Regions from separate parts of the Mus musculus genome. Here region 1 is linked to region 2. A link is a contact called in public Hi-C data. All regions are on one chromosome and are shown on one strand. Each heading gives the region's core, a stretch centred on a gene start, on an enhancer-like site or on the middle of the called end of the contact. The rest is flanking DNA. Distances are from core to core; before and after follow the strand shown. Region 1 has its middle 73 kb from the start of Gm46240. Region 2 has its middle 21 kb from the start of Gm40747.

What was found. A called contact is a pair of places that touch in the nucleus more often than the background predicts.
Region 1: a Hi-C map of bone marrow-derived macrophages shows a contact between it and region 2, with 12 read pairs. The contact joins two enhancer-like sites.

The regions. Positions count from the first base shown.
Region 1 is chr10:96,826,387-96,831,146 of GRCm38.p6, forward strand. No RefSeq gene overlaps it. Among named protein-coding and RNA genes, the nearest start is that of Gm46240, 73 kb to the right of the region's middle. Within about 2 kb of position 2,660, at least 41 of the 459 cell types and tissues checked have an H3K27ac peak or open chromatin away from gene starts, as enhancers often do. A contact at or near this core is called in bone marrow-derived macrophages, where this site is marked.
Region 2 is chr10:96,277,471-96,282,279 of GRCm38.p6, forward strand. No RefSeq gene overlaps it. Among named protein-coding and RNA genes, the nearest start is that of Gm40747, 21 kb to the left of the region's middle. Within about 2 kb of position 2,936, at least 13 of the 459 cell types and tissues checked have an H3K27ac peak or open chromatin away from gene starts, as enhancers often do. A contact at or near this core is called in bone marrow-derived macrophages, where this site is marked.

The sequences.
Region 1 (4,760 bases), core at 1,410-3,909, 550 kb after region 2:
GCTCAGAGCTTCGCCAGACAAAGACACCCACTTCCTAACACAGGCTCTGTTTACGTTGTGCCCAAACAACGACTCATTCAGGGAAAAATTCAGTACTTCCAGGTTGTGTAAACACAACCATTATTTATAAGGAGCTTTATAAGGAGGCTAAGATTAACCCTTTCTCAGCAGAGAATCACTGAACACCAGAGATAGACTCCTGCTCAAGCCCATGCTTGCTTGCATGTGTGTGTGTGCACGTGCATGTATAATTGCTTTTGCTTGTGTATCACACTTAATTTTTACAATAGCTCCAGCTCCCAGGAGTTGCAAAAGCAACTATAAAGCCTAGTATTAGTGAAACTCCTGCATGTTTTTGTTTACTTCATTTTCTGAATTGCCTACTTACAACAAACAGAAATTGGCACAGACTTTTCATAAAAACAAGGCATAGCTATGCTATAGTCATTTCTTCATCAAGGAACATTAAGTGATTGCGTTCAAAGTCCTGCCTGAATTTACAAACCAGTGCTCTAGCTGCCTGCCTATAAGACTCTATTATGTAGAGTACTTCTTTCATTGAGCCTGGTTCCAGATCTGCCAATTTGTAAATATATCTATATATCTATATATCTATATCTATGTCTATATCTATATGTCTGTCTGTTTCTCTTTGTCTCTGCTCTCTCTCTCTCTCTCTATATATATATATATATATATGCATATATATATATATATATATATATATCACATAGAGTGGTTCAAAGATGAAAACAATTTAAAATACACATAAGTAATTTGCTATGACATTGCCATTCAGCTCGGATAGAAACGATTCCTCATATCTAAGTCATCACTTGTTGTAGTGGGTTTTAATGGAAAAATCTTCAATCTGTTAACATTTGTCTCTTGAAGATTTTAGTAGTAAACAATTGCTTGTGTAGATATTTTAGAAATGAACACTGATGCCAGTCACTAAGCAAATAACCATGGAGCAATTCAATGGGAATTGCGAATGTACTTTCAGACAATTGACTTGGCTCCTGAAATGGGATCCACAGCAGATACTGTTTTGTGTTTTCCAGCTTCAATAGAAACTCAGGGTGATAGCAGCCCCAGACAACTGCCTCATAAAACCTTGTGAGAGACTGTGAACCCAACCATGATGCTCCCGGTTGCCTGGCCCCTAAGAAAGTCCATGAGATAATTAACATTTGTTGATGTTCAGCAATGGGTAGCTCTTGTAATAACATTCATGGCAATAAGAGGTCAAGGTATTCATTAGAAAATGGCCAGGGTGCCTTGCACAGAGCCAGTATGAAATCTGGGAAAACTGAAGCTGGATTTCCTGGGGAAAGAGGATTTATCTGAGATGAATGGCCTGAGCCAGACAGAACTGACCGTGCGCGTGTGTATGTATGTGCACATCTCTCTCTATGTCCACAAGAAGAGTGCTACAGATAAAAAAGAAAGGGAAAGTCAACTTTGAGATTGTAACTTGTACCAGTCTTTTTCTTTTCAAGTGTGTTGTGATTCTATAGATCATTTTATTCGTGAAGAAATGCTTAAAATACAAAGAAATGCCCCTCTCGGGATCCACAGAGAGGACAGGGTGGAGCTGGGACAGGAACTCGAGCTGGCCTGAGTTCCATAGTTATTATTATTCTGGTGTTAACTACATGCGTATGTATGTCTGTGTGTAGGTATGTGCACGTGAGTGCAGGCTCCCCTGAGACTCCCAGAAAGCATCAAACCAGTGGGCACTAGTGACCTTCATAACCGTGGTGCGGGGAACCCAGCTCCTGTGCTCTGCATGAACAGTAAGCCCTGGGAATCACCAAGCCATTCTCTAGCCCCCATACTTCCTCTACTGCTGCACTTGTAGGTCAAGGAAGGAACACTTGAGAGGATGTGATCAGACATCAGATAAATAAAACTGCTTGAGGGAGAAGCCATTTTGCTTTGTGAAAAACAGTGGAAATGAGTTTGGGAAAGTCTTGGTTTTTCACATATAAATTCTAAGAAAGCAAATTTTCTATTGGGTATTTTCAGTTCATATATATATATATATATATACATATATATACACACATATATATATATACATATATATAAGTTCTTATATGTATATATATACACACACATGTACACATATTTATTTGTGTGTATATAGAGAGTATATGTGCATGTATATATATAATTTCTAATGAACATGTAAGGGAGATGATACTTCTGATCATTCTACAGAAGAAAGATAGAAGGCAAATAAGGTGTCCTGTGCTCATGACACAGAGCCAAGGTTGAATTTCAGGCAAGCCTAATTCTGAAGCCGAGCTCGCTCTGTACACCTGTGGTCCTGTCATGTGGCTTGTGCTGGTCTCCCTGGAAATCAGGCACAGTCAATCAGCTGCCCCTCGTCTCCTTATGTAATAACCTGGAGAGTAGGGAGAGCCATCTGTTTCAAGAGAAGCATATTTGAGTCCATAAGGCAATGGGTTGGCAGAGAACAGAAGGATTATGACATTGCCATTTGGTATCCCTGACTTAGTCTGCATTTGTAAAATAGAAGTACGTGGTCAAACATGTTGATTTCAGAAGGCTACCATTATCACCATCCAGAGGAAAGCACAGGCCGCGGTACATCATATGGAGAATAAGGGATATATTTTAGGAGGATGACTTCAGCCATGAGGTTTTTGAGCTTTTACTTCCTGAAACCTTTGCTTCCAAAATGACTCATGGGGTAAGAATATTTTGATATTGAGACACACGAAGCAGAAAAACAAGCACAGGGGAGAAAGTTGGATTGGTATTAAGAACACAAGATCACACAATGATTGAAACATTTAGAACCAGAGCAGTGGTTTCAAAGGAAGACTGTAAATATATTGAAAATTCAGAGAGCTTTCAGGATGTTTACATACCCAAATTCAACCCCTGGCAGGCTCCAAGAACGAGACCCAGGTCTCCAAGAAGTTGCTCTGGGGACCAGCCTCCGTTTAGAGTCACTGTCTGAGAATTTGAAAGCTTATCACGGGAGGTTTATTGTTAGCTGTTGTTTTAAGTTTATTTTTGTGGTCTTAAAGACTAAAATCACGGTTTTCTTTAATTGCCTTCTCAGTGTTGAAAGCTGTCTAAGTATTCAGTATCTTTTCTTGTCAATAGCCACTCTTTGAAATCCTGTCCTTGATAAAACACTGGCTACTATGAAAATAGGAAGGTGGATGTCCATTGTCTATCTTAATATAGTTACATTTAATCAGAAAGAAAAAATGAGATTAAAAGTGGCAAGAAATAGGTCAGCCATTTAATAAACTAATAGTTTTGTTTTGTTTCGTTTTTTAAAGGAACTCCAATTAATTCTTTGGCATGTTCCCAGAACCCCTAAAACACGTGCTGAGCATGTTATATACTCAGAGTACCTAAACAGAACTCACCTGTAGTCTTCTTGGGATTTTCTATGTCATCGCTGACTTAGTAATAGCTCCAGTTCTTATGTTAGAGAAGGGAATTCTTGTCCATTTTCAAATGGATGAAAACTATTGAGAGAGATTTGGGTCCTACATTTTCTCCTGTTATGTAGGTTAGCAAGGAAGTGGCATCGGAGAACAGACCGTAATCTTTTTTTTTTTTAATTAGGTATTTTCCTCGTTTACATTTTCAATGCTATCCCAAAAGTCCCCCATACCCACCCCCCCAATCCCCTACCCACCCACTCCCCCTTTTTGGCCCTGGGGTTCCCCTGTACTGGGGCATATAAAGTTTACAAGTCCAATGGGCCTCTCTTTGCAGTGATGGCCGACTAGGCCATCTTTTGATACATATGCAGCTAAAGACAAGAGCTCAGGGGTACTGGTTAGTTCATATTGTTGTTCCACCTATAGGGTTGCAGTTCCCTTTAGCTCCTTGGGTAATTTCTCTAGCTCCTCCATTGGGGGCCGTGTGACCCATCCAATAGCTGACTGTGGGCATCCACTTCTGTGTTTGCTAGGCCCCGGCATAGACTCACAAGAGACAGCTATATCTGGATCCTTTCAGCAAAATCTTGCTAGTGTATGCAATGGTGTCAGCGTTTGGAAGCTGATTATGGGATGGATCCCTGCATATGGCAATCACTAGATGGTCCATCCTTTCGTCACAGCTCCAAATTTTGTCTCTCTAACTCCTTCCATGGGTGTTTTGTTCCCATTTCTAAGAAGGGGCAAAGTGTCCACACTTTCAGACCGTAATCTTTAAATGCTGGCAAGAAACAAGAGTCAAATGAATAAACCAAATTCTTATATCCATTGAGCTTCATCCAACAAAAGAAACTTCATTAAGCATTGTAATAGGGGAATCTGTTGACTGGGTGAGGGAGGACTGAAGAAGTCCCTGGGGACATCAGGTGTGATCATGCCAGAAAATAGTGAAGATTCTCAGGACTGGAGGCATAGTATGGAGCTGAGAGCAGGAATCTCATTAGGAAGCTGGTGAGGAACCAGACGCTTCATGAAGGGACCCACCCATGGAGAGTTCCAAAGCTCCAGAAAGAGTGACATTCATGTGCCTGCGGCCAGTGCCTTAGGAGCTCTGAGGAAGATCCTGGAAAAAAAAAACGGAGCTCCACTTTCGGAAGAGAGGACTGTACCGAGTGAGTGCTAAGCCCTCAGAAGTTGCGAGTTTCTGTGTGGCTGAGACTCAGGCATGTTCTTTGTGACAACAGTCTGTCAGATGCCCGTGAAAAGGCCCAACAAGGCCGATGGCAGGATTGTTTTGGTTGGATAAGGTGAAACTGTAAGCGA
Region 2 (4,809 bases), core at 1,686-4,185:
GATAGTAAGAAAAATGTTAGTTATTTAAATTTAATAAAGGATGTCTTAAAAGTCAGGTATAAAGCTTTGTTCTGTATTTCTCTGTCATAAATAGTAAACCATAGTGTTTCATTGAGAGTCCTCAAAAGCCCGAGAAGGCAAAATGTCAATCATAAAATCTGATCAGATATATTCGTGGATTATAGTGTAAGTCGAATAGTCATTTTGCATTTTTTTTTTTTTGTAAATCTTTAAAGTGTGATGTACATGTCACACCTCTCTCACATTTCAGTTCAGACAAGTCAGGTTCAAGTGCTCCATAGACACATGTAGCATCAGGCCACTGAGGCAGACAGGCCTATCCACACCCAGTCATTGAATTAGAATGAACTTGCTGAGATCTGGGGTGGGCGTGGCCTCCTTCTACAGGTAAGAAAGCAGGCATCTCACTCTCAGGGTACTAAGACTCCATTTTCAGTCTCCACAATACAGATCTGCTGAATACTCTGTGACAATCTGGCTGGTAAAGGAGAAAAATTGTGCACCCTCTTTTTGGATGACTGAACGCAGTAAGGGTTGGTGGCAGTTTAATAATCGATGAAGCAATAGATGGGTTGTACAACCTTCAGGAAAATGGGAAAACGAAGCTCATTGGACAGAATTGCAAAAAGAGCTTCTTAATTCCCACTTTTCTTGAAAGGCGACATCTTGTTATAGGATTGATAACTGGCAACATTCCAGCTGTTTGAGTGTGCTGCCTGCCTTCTAAGCAAAAGATGACTTCAGATTAGAATTACCCAATTCACCAGAGACAAGAAGAAAATGGTTCTGCTCATTTGGCTGCATTCTGCCTAAAGTATGCGATGTATGTCTTTAAAGTCCAATATTGGTTTGGGTTTTTATTTACTTAGTTATTCTTTGAGAATTTCATGCAATATATTTTTAACTCATTCATTCCTGTTTCCCAATTCTTCCTCGGATTTGCCCCATCCCTACCCACCTAACTTCATGTCTTTCTCTCTCTTTAAAAAACACAAAAGAGAAAAGCCACCAATAAACATGAAGGTCTGCTTTGTGTTGGCCATCTACTCCTAAGTACCAGGTCTGCCCTGGAGTGTGGTTGATGCACCCAGTTGGCTGAGTCAAGGGTAGTAAAGTCCAGTATTTTTACATCTGGTTGAGTTAAACCTAATTGCTCTTATTACAGCAGCTCAGAATATATTATCCCAAGGAAAATATGGCCAAAACAAGGTGGTGGATCATTAGTATGTTAGGAGTCTGATTTCTGTCTTCTAGTTTGAGGCCCTAGTTGGTGTTAGAGTAAGTACCCTTTTCCCCCAGGACTTAGGAATGGATGTGATACAGAGGTTGGAGGGTGGGACAAAGCCTTAGGCTCAAAGGTACTTGATGGTAAAGACATCAAAGGAGGTTGCCAATGGCACATTTGACTAATTTCAGAAAGAACTGTGCAGCCAAAGGAACCCCGAGTCTGTCCTAATTTAGCTAGCAACAAGAATGATACTGAAGGTAGCTTCCAGACCCTTAATCCCAAAGCAGAGTGGGTTTCTAAAGCTGGCCAACTCCTAGAAAAGAAACCCTGGTTTCTAAGGGGTGGTTGTGCAAGATGCAGCAACAGGCCTCCTGCAGAATCAGTGTCAGGGGCCATTGGACAGGATGATGAACAAGCCAATCTATCATGATGCCTGGAACCTTGGGTTGCCAAAGGCATCATCCATAAACCTCCCTTTGCCATAACCCTGATGTGACATGGATGTGCCATTTCCACCTTGCAGAATTGGATTGTGGTTGGGGAATTCTGACTGCTGATTTTTCTCTCCTTTCACCCACGCACTACACAAGCAGAAAGTTCCTTTTTTTTTTTTTTTTCAGTTTCCTTACTCTTTGTACTAACACCACTTATCTGGTCTGATGGAACTAATTACCAATCTTTTGGTTCCACATACTCTGGGCTTTGAGTTATACAAAGTCAGTGCATGGATTCTGTACCATGTGCATATAGGTCTGTGTCCATAGCTGGAAAAAAAAAAGCATACTAGCTTTGTTGTTTTGTTTTTGTTGTCACTGTGATAGAACACCCAAGAGAAACATGTTACAAAGAAGATAGGTTTACTTCCACTCACAGGTTCAGAGGTTTTAGACTAGATAGTTGGTTCCTTTGTTTCTGGGGCATCATGAGGCCCAGATGGGAACATCACCACAAAAGGATATGGAACAGAAAGTTGTCAACCTTGTGGTATCCAGGAAATAGAGGAAAAGGGGACAGAGGGGGTTCCTAGGACAGAAGTTACTCCCCAAGAACATGCCCCAAATCTTTTGGACATTTCCCCCCACCTTCAATTAGCTGCTTCTGCAAATGTCTTCAGCATCATGGTTAGAAATATGCTTTATTAAGATACAGTTCTCAATTCAGCCCATTTTGAAATCAACACTAGCACATATAGAGTCTGCTACATTCCAGTGACCATTCTTCCTATCTTCCTCAGTAACAGAACACTGAACATGATGGGGCTGGAAGATTGCATGTCGAAGACTCCTTTGCAGGTTGGTAGAGCCATATGCGTACCCAGCTACTCAGAGAGGTAAACAGAGATAATGGAAGTAGAAAACAAGAGGGTTGAAGCTTCTAGTTGCTCTTTTCCCCTGATGCTTGAAGTACTTGTATGTAAGGAGTCTCTTTGCCAGTTGAAATGGCTTTGCCAACAGAGGTCACATACGATCTAAGTGGAAGTCATCCTGGGTGGCCCTGAATGAGTGACTCTTACCCTGGACTGCTCCCTTGGAAAGTCTTTAATCCAAGAAAATAAAACCTTGGATATTTCAGCCTCCGAGTGTGATCTGTTTCCAACTAAGCTCAGTTATTTGCAGTGTACATTGACAGAAATGAAGTGCGATTGTGATGAAATACATCTAACGCAACAGGAACAGCCAGAACAAGGAATTGGAACCCACCGGAAACAGCTTAGTCAAATTATGTCTGCTGTGATTTCTGCTTGCCTCCTTCTTTGTAGGCCTGTGTTTATGTCATCATCTTCCTGCTCCTTCTCCTCTTCCTCCGCCCCCTGCATCCTTTTTGTTTTTCAACATCCCTGTTCCTGTGGATTGTTCCCAGTCTCTGCTGAGCATTTGGAATGCTGTGGTCAGAGCCCTTGATCAGGAACATCACCTTGTTCCAACACCCTTACTGTTCTGCTGTCTCAGGCATTAAGACTGAGGGAATTAAGAAGGAGCCAGCTGTCTACTCTCGATTCAACCAGGTCAGGAGAGAAGATGGGGTCTGAGCTAAAATGCAAGTAATTGAGTCTTAGATGTAACTCTACTTCTGGAAATAATTCTACTGGCAAAAAGTTAAGAAAGAAAATGCATTTTCCTCAAGGAAACTCTCCTGCATTCTTTCTTATGGTTTCCAAGGTAGGTCTTGATTTCATAAAGCTCTTTTCTATATCTCTAATTAGAATGCATGCGGGTGTAGTGTATCTGCCAGAGTATGGGAAGTCTACCAGCAGCCACACCCCTTTAAAAATGATTCTCCCCTCTCAAACAGCTATCAGCTGCTAATAACTCCTCAGCCAGGGTCATGGTCTCATGAGCCCCTCACCTACCCATACTAGAATGCTGAGCAGCTTGAACTTGTATAGGTTTTGCCGATAATCATAGCTGCTTTGGAATTCGGGAATGCAATGGCCATGTCATATCCAGAATATTGCATTTCACACTTGTTTTCCCCATCATCCCTCAGCCTGTGCATTCTTCCCATCCCCAACTCTTTCTCAATGTTCCCTGAGAGGGAGGTGACTCAGACAATGGTCCCATTTAAGGCTGAGAATGCACCGGTTATTTAGTCTCAGCATTTTGACCAGTTATGAATCTGTATTGATGGCGGCCCAGTGCTGATAGAGGTTTCTCTGACCAAGGCTGAAAGAAGCACGCAGATTTGTGGGTACAAACATAAATAGTTAGAAGGCAGTTTGACAGGGCCATTTAGAAACAGTACTCAATTTCCCTAAGGTTTATGAACCAACCCCCTCAGAGCTATGGAGTTTAGCCAGGTTTACAATACTAGGCATATGTCCCTTGCTGTGGAGCAAATCCAATCAGAAAGGGACGGTTACCCCCATAATAGCCAATCCACTCTTGTACCAGTAGACATTTTGCCTGGAAGGTTGGTATTGGGCCTGCAGGGTCTGCTACTAAAGTCCATTGGTGACTTTTCTCTCTCAGGAGCCTACACTAATTTGTTTTATTGCTCCCTACTATTGTAAAATCTAGACCTTGAATGATAAAGGATAACACTAAACCCTGTGGAAAGTACTATCCTTATAAATCATGTATATACGATTGAGATTACAGCTAGTCACTTATCTTTTCAGGTGAGCAATGGCTCTGGAATTCTTCCAGTGGTAAGCTGGTGGCAGAGAAAATGGATATTAATTTTTAGTTTCAGATTTGGGGTGTCAACCCATAATAATAGAAAACTGTAGGCATATTTGTATCCTCACCATGTTTATAGAATGCTGGAATAATTTAGTAGAAATATATCTCTTTGTCATCATCCTTTAATCTAAAAAAGCAAAGAGATTTTTGAGGTCCGTTGTTTTAAAGATTATCCTTTCCTTCTCGTAAAATTTTATTTTATTTTATTTTTGTTATTATTGTTTATTTATTTTTTTTACTTATTCACATTACATTCCACTCACTGCCAGTCACCCTCTCTCACAATCCTTCCCCTACTCCCCCTCCCCTTCTTCTCTGGCTGAGGATGGGTGGATATCCTCCCACCCTGGCACATCAAGTCTCTGTGAGGTCAGATAA